2 separate regions of the Pan troglodytes genome follow, and region 2 is linked to region 1. A link is a contact called in public Hi-C data. All regions are on one chromosome and are shown on one strand. Each heading gives the region's core, a stretch centred on a gene start, on an enhancer-like site or on the middle of the called end of the contact. The rest is flanking DNA. Distances are from core to core; before and after follow the strand shown.

Region 1 (5,323 bases), core at 2,498-4,997:
ATTTCCAAACTGCAGCCCCTCCATCACCTTCATTTCGATCTGGGTGAACTCAATACTCTGAACCTGAAAAGGAAACCAGAGCAGACGCAGGTGCTGAGGATCCGGGGTGCCCTCCTCCCCGGCCCTGGGGCAGGGTTCAGGATGACATCGTTGCTGGGCAGGTGCTGCTGGGCGTGAGGGTGACTCCTGACACCTGCTCCTCCCTGTCCTCTCCCACTGCCAGGTGGGGATGCGCAAAACTGAGCAGGTGCCAGGGACACACTCAGGGGACCGCTGGTTGCTTGTTAGTAGCTCTGGTTACCAAAGAGCAGAACCACGCCGCTCGGGTCCCTAACACCAGGGACACTCAGTCCCCACGCAGACCCCTGACCTACCCACACCACCCAGGGGTGGCCCAACCTTCCCCACCTCAGTCCTGCGAGAGCCAACCTGCCCCCCAGCCCCTTAAGACCATTAGCTTCCTGGCAGACTCCCTGGGATTCCAGGCCCGCCCCTCTTCAGGTCAGCTTCAGCCCGAGGCATCTGAGAGGAGGAGCTTTCAGCTCTCGGGAGAAATTCTGATGTCCACGCAGCCGGGCGGAGCTGCCTCCAGCTGCACCTGCACTCCAGGGCGAAGCACCCAGCCACCTACCATGGCCTCCAGGCTGCTGATCTGGTTCTCCGTCCTGTCCAGGAGCTGCTCCTGGTATCGCTTCTTCTTGAGCAGCAGCTTGGCCCGTCTGCAGAGGGAAGCCCGAGAGTGACCCGCTGTGGCCCTGCCCGGGCCCCCCACCCCAGCCGACAGGGTGCCCACGCTGCCCGGGCCCCCCACCCCAGCCGACAGGGTGCCCACGCTGCCCGGGCCCCACTCACTCCTTCCTGCCGTCCCGCAGCAGCTGCCGGGCCAGGGCGCGCTCGCGCTCCAGCTGCTGGGCGATCCTCTTCTGGTACTGCCTCAGCTTGTCCCGCTGCTGCTTCAGTTGCTGCCAAGAGAGAGAGGGCCTGGCGTCACCGAGCCCACGCTGGAAGCCCTGGCCACGCTACTGAGCGCCAGGCATGGAGGCCAGGCGGCCCTCCGTGAGTGTCCTTCATGGGGCAGGGTTGCCTTCCAGGGGACAGGTGGTGCTGTCTGGACACGTCTGGGGGTGGAAGCCAGGGACACAGCTCCACATCCTGCCACACAAGGGGCGGCCCCACCAGAGGGTCACCCGGACTCCACAGCCCATCACAGGGATGGGGAAGACCACCGTGGCATTGCTGTGGGTCCACCCTCGAGGCTGCCTGCCAGCGGTACAAGCACTCTAGGCTCAGGTCAGGGAGCAGCTGCCAGGACCTCAAAGGTTTGGACTCGGCTGGGCGCAGTGGCTCACGCCTGTAATCCCAGCACTTTGGGAGGCCGAGGTGGGCGGAGCACGAGGTCAGGAGATCGAGACCATCCTGGCTAACACGGTGAAACCCCATCTCTACTAAAAATACATAAAAATATTAGCCGGGTGTGGTGGCGGTGCCTGTAGTCCCAGCTACCTGGGAGGCTGAGGCAGGAGAACAGTGTGAACCCGGGAGGCAGAGCTTGCAGTGAGCCGACAGGATGCCACTGTGTTCCAGCCTGGGTGACAGAGTGAGACTCCATCTCAAAAAAAAAAAGTTCGGACTCAAGAACATGCAGGTGGCGAGTACCCAAGTGCCACCAGCCACACGGCCAGGACAGGGCTCAGACATCTCCCCGGCTTCTCTCCTTGCGCTTCAGCCGCATGAGATGCCTGTGGCTTCCCTGCCCCTTTGCCAACCATCCGGCTGCAGGGACACCCACTCGGCCCCGCTGACCACCTCTCATCTGTGTGCCGTCCCAGAGAGGGCACTCGGCCACTGAGGAACTTCAGCCAGTCCTGCCCTATCAGGCCCTTAAGTTTTCCAAACGTCATCACTTCAGACAATGCTGAGCCCGTGCAGGCACAGGGATTATGGCCTTAAGGCAGGAGGCTGAGGAGAATTAGCTCAGCAGGGCCTGTGTGCCTCTTTAAGACTCTGCATGGGAAGCCAGTGCTCCCTCCACCCACGGAGTCTCCCCTTCGCAGTGCCAAGGCCTGTGGGTCCTCTCGTTGCTACAGTGAAAGGTGCCCCCTGCCCAGCCCCACTGCTGGGGAGACCCAGGGGCCAAAGGCAGGCAGGTGTGGCCAGGCTGCCCCCCTGTAAAACAAGGTCTCAGTGGAGGGTCACAGGCCACGTGGGGAACACCTGTTATCCTAGAAAAACAGAAAAAAAAAAAAGCAATCATTTGTGCTAGTGTGTGCTAAGGATGCTGTTCCCAAGCACCCGAAATCCCCGGGAGACCTACGGCAGCCTGGAACACGGGTCTGCACAGCCGAGATCCCACAGTGACCCTTGGCAAGTGGAAAGCTGTGCTTGAAGAGAAACCGGAACTGAGTCCTTAAAGAGAGGGGAGGGAGTGCCTTGGGGCTGCCAGGGTAGGTGGAAGGTGGACGATGGAGGCTGGGCCCAGCTGTCTGCAGACAGCTCGGGACGGTGCCCAGCGCTGTGCCCATCTTCTCTAGGGACAAATGTGCCCGTTGTTTCTTTTCACAGCTTATGGACTCAGATGCCAACGTAAGATTCCCTCTTTCATTTACATTCGCTTCTCTTTTAGTATAAAATTAACCTATTTCTATTGCACAAAATTTAGAAAAGAAAGCATCCGAAAAAGCTAGCCCTGCTTCCATTTCGGGGTCTCTTTCGTGACACGTTTATCTCGTTACAAAAATGGACTATTCTTAACCCGCCGTGTCCCTGACATGCCAGGCGATTCCTCCTCCTACAGAAGCTAACTTTCACATGGGAAAAGGCACCACCACCGGCCCGGCTGTGCCCCGGAGTCAGTCTGGAGTCGCCGCAAACAAACGCGCCAAACACGGTGGTCCTGCACCCAGGCGCTGCGGAAACCCGGCAGGACCCCGGCAGGCGTTCGGCGCACCTGTCGGCCGCTCCTCGGACCAGGGCAGATTTCCTTCCAGTCCTGGCCTGGATGGGGTGAGGGAGAGGGGATGCTCCGCGCTGCCTCGCGAAGCCGGCAGCACCGCTGGGGCTCCGACCCAGGGCACCAGGAGGCAAATGAGCCGCGGGACGGGGGCGGGGGCAGCGACTCCGGGAGAGCCGGGACCCCCGGGGCCGGGACCTGCTCCCGCGGGCCCAGAGCCAGGGAAAGCCCAGCGCCGCGCGGACCCCACGGACAGGCCGCCAGGCTGTGGCCGAGCCCCGAACGCCGGCGTCGAATCCCGCAGTCACCAGCCGCGCCCACCCCGGCGGAGGTCGCAGAGGCGGACGCGCGGGCCCGGGGGAAGTCGGCAGCCACGGCGCCGCGCAGGAGACCCCGGCCCGAGGCCCCGCGGGGGAGGAGGGACGCAGGGCGGAGAGACCGAGGGGCCCGGCTGCGCGCTGCGCCTCAGTTTCCCCATCCGAACGCGGGGGGCCGAGGGCGCGGGGCTCTTCCGGCCCCGCCGCCCGCCCCGGCCCCGTCGCCTGTCCCGGCCCCAGCCCTGACCCCGGGCCCGGGCCCTCACCAGGATGGCCTTGTCCTGCTCCGTGACGCGGCTCTGCTTCTTGCGGCCGAACAGGTTGCCCATGGCGGCGCCCGCCCCTGGCCCGGGACCCACCAAGTCCAATCGCCACCCCCGCCCCACGGCTACCGTAGCTCGGGTCCTCCCGCTACGGCGGCCGCGCCGGGCCAGGCGCCGCGGAACGCGAAGCCCGAGCGCCTCCTCCGGCCGCGCGCCGTTGCCGCGGGTTCGAAACCACAGCCCGCCGGTCTCGGCGACCGCCGCGAACACCGCGGCCTCCTTGGACTGGTACAGAGAAGTGGCACGGATACCTGGATGTTAGGCCCCGCGATGTTCGGGCCCGGGATGTTCTAAATAACGTGTTTCCGTGCACCCTTCCTGTGCAGGTGAAGGCAAAAATTTCTTATCTCCTAATTAGATGGGATCCTTTTAGATTAACATAATTCAGTCTCCCCAGGCTTTCAGGAATCTTGTGCAGGAATCACTGTCCCACTGGCTCTGAACACAAAATGCCGCATTAATGATGTGATATCCAACGTTTTGCACTTTTTTTTTTTTTTTGATGAAGTCCTGCTCTGTCGCCCAGGGTGGAGTGCAGGGGCACTATCTCGGCTCACTACAAACTCTGCCTCCCGGGTTCAAGTGATTTTCCTGCTTCAGCCTCCTGAGTAGCTGGGACTACAGGTGCCTGCTGCCACGCCCGGCTAATTTTTGTTAGTAGAGACGGGGTTTCACCATATTGGCCAGGCTGGCCTTGAGCTCCTGACCTTCTGATCCACCCACCTCGGGCTCCCAAAGTGCTGGGATGACAGGCGTGAGCCGCCGCGCCCGGCCCGCTTTGCATTTTAAAGTGTTCCCTGAAATGCAACCAGCAGCGCCCTCCACCCAGCCCTTCAGCCCTGGGATCTTCCCTCTTCCACTGCGCTGCTCCCCGTCTGTAGATCAGTGCCAGGAGGAGACCAGCATGGCTGGGCTCAGCTTCTCCTTCCAAGGAATTGTGGCTGCGTCCCCCACAGAAGCATTCTTCCCTGGGGTGCTAAGAAACACATGAATGGGGATAAAGGGTAAAAGGGAGAAGCCACCCCGGTTCCCGCCTGAGTATCCTGACTGTGGTTCCTGAGCATTCACTAAGTGTCAAAGAAAAGCACTCAGCTGAGGATGGCTTGAGGCCAGGAGTTCAAGACCAGCCTGGCAACATAGCAAGACCCCCGTCTCTACAAAAAATATAACAAATAACATCGAAAGGAGAATAATTATCACCTGTTCCAAACCTTTGGACTCCAGAACCTTCACTGAGGTGAGGGGGCCCCTGAATTTTTGTGGGGTTCATCTCCCATCCTCTGATTTGTCTCACTAAGACATCTGAAGTACTTTTTTCCTTGGTGTCCATGGGGACGTTGAGGAAAAAAAAAAAAAAGACTTGCTACTCCCTGCTCCTCATGAAGGGGGAAGGAAGAGCTGGGTAGAGGAAGGCGTGATCCTTGGCTAGGGATCCCCCCACTGCCTGTGCCCACAAACCTAGGTGAGGACAGGGATTTTTGTTTTCCTGCCCAAATGTTGCATTTCCAAAGACCACCCTGGCCTGCCACGCCCCCATCCTGTCCGTATAAAATCCCCGAGACTCTAGCAGACTCCGTCTGGCCAGGCGTGGTGGCTCACGCCTGTAATCCCAGCACTTTGGGAGGCTGAGGTGGGTGGATCACCTGAGGTCAGGAGTTCGACATCAGCCTGGCCTGACATAGTGGACTGTGTCTCTACAAAACTACAAAAGTTAGTGGGGCATGGTGGCATGC
Region 2 (5,352 bases), core at 2,033-4,532, 250 kb before region 1:
ACAAAGGCCCTCCCCAGACACCAGTACCAATGCCTGGATCTCGGGCTTCGCAGCCTGCAGAGCTGTGAAAAATCAGGCCGTTCTTTGTAAATCACCCAGTCTCAGGTGCTTTGTTAGGGCAGCAGGGACGGCCCAAGGGCACCTGAAGCAGTTAGAGCTCCACACTGTCCCTGCGGTGCGAAAACAGAACCCCCACCCCTCCCCTCCCCCTCCCCCCCGCCCCCCCCCCCAGCCCGCCCAGCTTCCTGAGCTGTCAATCGATGTGGTGCTGAAATCCAGTCACTCAGGGAGGAAGGGCAGAGCAAAGGTGGGAGGTTTGCAAGGAAATTTGGGGTGGCAGAAAAGAGGGTATCCCCAGGAGGCCTGAGAGCTGAGTTTGGAGGTGTGGGCCACGCTGGGCCACAGGAAGTGGCAGGTCTGTCACCACCTCACACACAGGGTGAAGGACAGCGAGGGGGAGTGCTGGCAAGACAGGTCTGTGGGTGGGATGGGAGGCTGGATTTGGAGGGAGAAGATGCAGGAAGCTCTGCCAATGAGCTGCCAGAGAACAGAGGAGAGGGCGTGACAGGGCTAAGAAAAGGACGTCTGCGCACTGAGGCTCGCTCATGGATGAGTGCTGGGCACAAGTAGGAGGAAGGCAGGGGTGGGGGGCAGCCGGCCCTGCACGCTGGGGAGGCGGGTCGGGTGGTTTGTGCCAGCGCAGGGCATCTGAGTCTGGCATGCACAGGGATGGACTGCGGTGGCTTGACCCCAGGAGTCTGGTCTGGATTTCCGTGGTTCCCAAGATGTGACACTATCCTGGCCCTTGGGACAAAATCCAGCACTCTGGTCTGGCTCCTGCAGACCCACCACCCAGATCAGACCCTTAGGGGAAACCAGGTTAATTCTGGGGTAGCATCTGGAGGAGGAAACATGGAGGAACAGACCTCAGCCCACGGGGTCAGCCGCTAGCACGGGCCTGGGGGCAGGTGCAGGCTGCAGCCCCAGGAAAGTGCAGCCTCTGCACCCCGGAGCAGGGGGGCTCTCAAAGCAGTCCCCGCCACGCCCTGCAGGTGGCGCTCAGGCCCCATGGACTCCGGGGTCTCACCATCAACAAGTGCCCGGGCGGAGTCAGGATGTGGCCCTTCTCACCTTAGTTTTAGGTCAAGTGATGTGATAGGGAGGGGGAACGAGAGGGCAGGCGCCATCGGTGAAGTACCTGGGCTGCTGAGGGGGCGACCAACCCCACACAGGAGGGGCACTGGCTGCTGGTGCTCTACGCAGGCCCCTCTCGGAGACTCAGGCCCTTTTGTGAAGAGCCTCCGCCCTGCCCCGTGTCCAGGAAAGCCACCTGCGAGGACCCTGCCCCATGGAGTGTCCCCTCGTGGTGCTGACGTCCTTGTCTTTGGTGTGTGCTGTATACCCACAGCAAGGTCTGCAGGCTTCACCAGATTCACATTAAATACCTTAGTGAGAGTGTTTTAAAACGGGGACCTTGAGGCAGGGTGTCCCCAAGTCCCAGCCCTGCCAGCTTTGGGGGAAAGCCTCTGGGCCCCATTCCATCTCAGAGAGGCCAAGACCCACATGTTGCAGTCTGCACACAGTAAGCCCCAGGCTGCAGGATTTGACCGAGTCTTTATCGTGGCTTCCGTTACATCTTATTCTAACTCAGGTTTACGGACACAATGCTGGAAAACCAATTCCTGCTCTACCCACGCCTCAACTTGTTAAGAAAAAACAGGATCTAACACCGAGGAACGTCACATCTTCGCCATTCCCACTTCCTTTCTGCCCTAGGCATTCGATATGTGCCACCAGGGGCCATCAGGACTAGGGCTCTGCACCCATGGCAGCAGACAGGTGTGAAGCTCAGAGTCCCTCCTAACAGCCTCCCTCCAGCGTCTTCTTGGCCTGCAAGATAAAGTGTTTTGTCTGAATGGCTTGCTTCCAAGTTAGATATGCCTCAAAAGCAAGCTACCACACCACACGTGGTGTTCTACCAAATACCTTACAGAGAACTTGGGTGCTGGCATGTGGTGGGGGCTCGACTGGTTGGAGCCTGGGGCCCCATGGGCAGGTTCTCTGGGTCACTTGTCCACGGGACAAGGGCCTCATGACACCATCACAGAACTCACTGCTGCCCCCTCCTCTGAGCCCCCACGAGATGCCACATTTGGTCTCAAGCTCTCATAAAGGGAAGGCAGGAGCCCCCCCCCCCCCTTTTTTTTTTTGAGATGCAGTCTCACTTTGTCGCCTAGGCTGGAGTACAGCAGCGTGATCTCGGCTCACTGCAACCTCCACCTCCCAGGTTCAAGTGATCATCCCACCTCAGCCTCCCAAGTAACTGGGACTACACCACCATGCCTGGCTAATTTTTTTTTCTTTCTTTCTTTCTTTTTTTTTTTTTTGTAGAGACGGGGTCTCCATATGTTGCCCAGGCTGGTCTCAAACTTCTAGGCCTAAGCAATTCACCCGCCTCAGCCTCCCAAAGTGGTAGGATTACAGGCACGCGTCACCATACCCAGCAAAAAGTGCAACTTCTGATGAGTCACCCACCCCTGGATCCAAGGCTGCTGGGGCCGGGTAGGGATGAAGGCCGTGGAGCTCTTGTTCAAATACCCTTTCTCTGGTCCAAATCTCCGGATTAACAGCTCCCAGTAAACAGAGTCAGCACTGGCATCAAGGCCTACCCAGATACACTGAGGTGGTACCCGGTGCGGCTGACTCTTAGGGAACCAGCCTCAGAATGACTTAAAGCCCCACGGGCAAGAAGCCCTATCGTGCCAGTTGTGAGGGTGGCTGGGGGTTCCCGGCAGGACACGTGCTGAAGGAATCCACCACCGCAGGTGCACAGGGGCTGCAAGTGCCAGGGAGGTGAAGACCCGGAAGGTGCTGGGCACTTTCCGGGAGTCCTGTGTTGGGTCAATCCTGGCATGACACCCCTCGGCGGCAGTGCTAACACGAAAGCTTACGCGTTTTACAAGGCGCTTTTTTGCACACATCTCCCATCCTTTCTGAGGTTGGTGCCAGTCCCGCTTTACAAACATGCAGGGACAAGCCCAGGACGGCCGAGGTTTCGCGGGCTCGTCGATGGCTCGGTGATTTTGTCAGCCGGCGTCTAAAGCACGCGGCAGGCGCTCAAACCTTGAACCAACGGGAAAGCAAAGGAAAGCCGGGGCCCGCTGGCTCTTGGAGGGGAAGGGCTGGGAAGGGGGGAAGGGGCCCGCGCCCACCTACCGCGGCGGCGAAGCAGCTCCGCAGGGCCTCGAACTCCCGCGCGCAAAAGTCCTTACTCAGGCGGCCGCCCGGGGCCGTGGAGGCCTGCACGCACCTGCCGTACGCCGCGGCCTGCGGAAAGGACGGGCGTGGGTCGTGGGGTCCCCTGACCCCGTCACCGCCCTCCCTCCCAGTCACCTCCCCGCGCGGCTCCTCCTGCCCCGCAGCACTGGCCCGCCCGCGGCTCCTCACCTCGGCCCCGCAGGCGGCCAGCCGCTCGGGGAAGGCGCGGAGGCGGCTTCGCACGCGGCCCCACACCACTCCGTTAGCCGACATGAGCGGCTATTCCCAGCCCCCTGGAGGCCGCCATCTTAGGTCCGTCCTCTTCCGGTGTCAAACAGTTTGATAGGTCGGCGCTTCCGCCCATAACCTTTCCTGAACTTCTTAATTGGCCAGGCTTTGCCTGGCCTCGAGCCCCTGCAATTGGCTCTTGTCCTAGTCTGTCTGTGCTCTGGGACTTCGGATTGGCCTAGGCTCCAATTGTTTACGAAGCCAACCTCAGGGCCCGCCCTACCGTGAGGGATTGGTCGGCGGACCCAGACCCGCGCAGTGATTGGAGGGCCCGGGCCTGGCGGAAGCGGGGCAGACCGGGAGGGGACCTGGATCATGGCTGCCGCGCCGCCGCTACGGGACCGCCTGAGCTTTCTACACCGGGTGAGTGAGGGCGGTCCGCCCGGGCCCCGGTCCCACGGCTCCTCTCGAGCGCCGCATTCCCCGGACTCGCCCCAGGCTGGAGCCATTGACCTTGCGTCTCCGCGCCGGGTAGCTGCTCCTGGCCCCTTCGCCCGCGCCGACGCCCCTGAGCTGCCTGCCCGCCCGCCGCGCCGTCCCAGGGCCTTCCAAGCCGGGCCTTCCAAGCCGGGCCTTCCAAGCCGGGCCTTCCAAGCCGGACCCGCCGAGCGCAAGGGCGATGGGCACAGCCAGACCCTGGGGGAACGAACAGGCCTCGGCCAGCATTCAGTGGCCTCCGACGGGAGGGAAGGAGCGGCGGACCCGGTGGACGTGGAGCCGCTGTGTCCGTGCTGCTGGCGCCCAGATGGGCTGGCAGCCCGCCGTCCTCCCTGACGGTGGCGTTTCAGAGGACTCCGGTCCTGGAGAGGCACCCCTGGGTTGCAGAGAACACAGACATCTCGAAGGGACAGAGAAGGACGCACCATTGTAAGCCCCTCTTAGTAAACCCTCTGAGAAGTAGAGGCCGGGGCGAGTTCCCAGGTGTCGTCCTGAGCAAACTGCCCTCTTTTGTCAGCCCTGAGCTTTCCTGGGCTGGACCTCAGAGGGGGCTGGGTGGTCCCAGGGCGTGACCTTGGGCTGCCAGAAGCCACGCTAGGGTTGGTCAAGGCTCTCAGTGCAAGGTTTCGACATAGTCGTTCTGTGCTGCGTTCTGCAGTTGTCAGCTGTCACCTGCAAACCTCAGTAGCTCCCCTTAGGGCTTGGTGGGCAAATAGTGTCAGTGATGCGTGTCCACAGCCTCGGGAAACACTTCAGGTCCACGTTTTCGTATGTTGTCACTAGATCTCGGCCCTTCCGACTGAAAGGCTTCGGCACCTCACGCGGTGGGTCCCATGCTTGTCCTCTTAAATACTCTTGAACTCTATTCTGTCCTGATACTGAACAATGCAAGAATGGGTGGTTCCAGTTTTCATCCCTATAAACCGTACATCTTTGTGCCAGTAAGTAAGCATGAAACAAATAAGTACGTCTGCGCTAAGCGAACGTAAAACACACGACATCAGTCGGTTCTCGGGGAGCGATGGAGCTAGCCAGGCTGAGCGGCTGTCACTCTGCCAATCCGGCCTCTGGGGAGGTGGAACGATTCATAGTCCCCTGTGTGGAAAAGGGGCTTGCCTGGGCCTTGTTTGGCTTTGCTAGTCAGTAGGTAGGTATAGGAGAGGTACCTTCAAATAGCCTTACGTGCTGGTAAGTGCAGGGAGGCTGGGGGCTGTGTCCCTTCTTAACCCAAGTGGCGCAGCTCCTCCGTGGAGAACCACCATTGATTTGCCTCTTCTCTGAGGCTGTTCATCCCTGACTGTTGAGAGAGGACCCTGCTGCAGCCTCCCTGTGGCCAGTAGCACAGTTCTCATCCCTTCCCAGTCCTCT

What was found. Hi-C and Micro-C count contacts between places; a contact is called where the count stands out from the background.
Region 2: a contact with region 1 is called in a Hi-C map of stem cell-derived neural progenitor cells, with 7 times the contacts expected there. The contact joins the promoter of TEPSIN here to the promoter of CHMP6 in region 1. A contact is called at or near these places in 1 of 7 Hi-C or Micro-C datasets (stem cell-derived neural progenitor cells) and 1 of 1 datasets of contacts at active chromatin or transcription factors (stem cell-derived excitatory neurons).

What each region holds. Positions count from the first base shown.
Region 1 is chr19:94,383,128-94,388,450 of NHGRI_mPanTro3-v2.0_pri, reverse strand. It overlaps CHMP6 (charged multivesicular body protein 6), which reads right to left and starts at 3,747. Exons shown (of 8, transcript XM_016930992.4): 1 at 3,534-3,747; 2 at 853-962; 3 at 632-719; 4 at 1-63. The coding sequence starts at 3,596.
Region 2 is chr19:94,633,597-94,638,948 of NHGRI_mPanTro3-v2.0_pri, reverse strand. TEPSIN (TEPSIN adaptor related protein complex 4 accessory protein) reads left to right here and starts at 3,282. Exons shown (of 13, transcript XM_016933144.3): 1 at 3,282-3,909. The coding sequence starts at 3,862. NDUFAF8 (NADH:ubiquinone oxidoreductase complex assembly factor 8) reads right to left here and starts at 3,602. Exons shown (of 3, transcript XM_016933153.3): 1 at 3,448-3,602; 2 at 3,213-3,327; 3 at 1,596-1,890. The coding sequence starts at 3,531. The coding sequence ends at 1,724.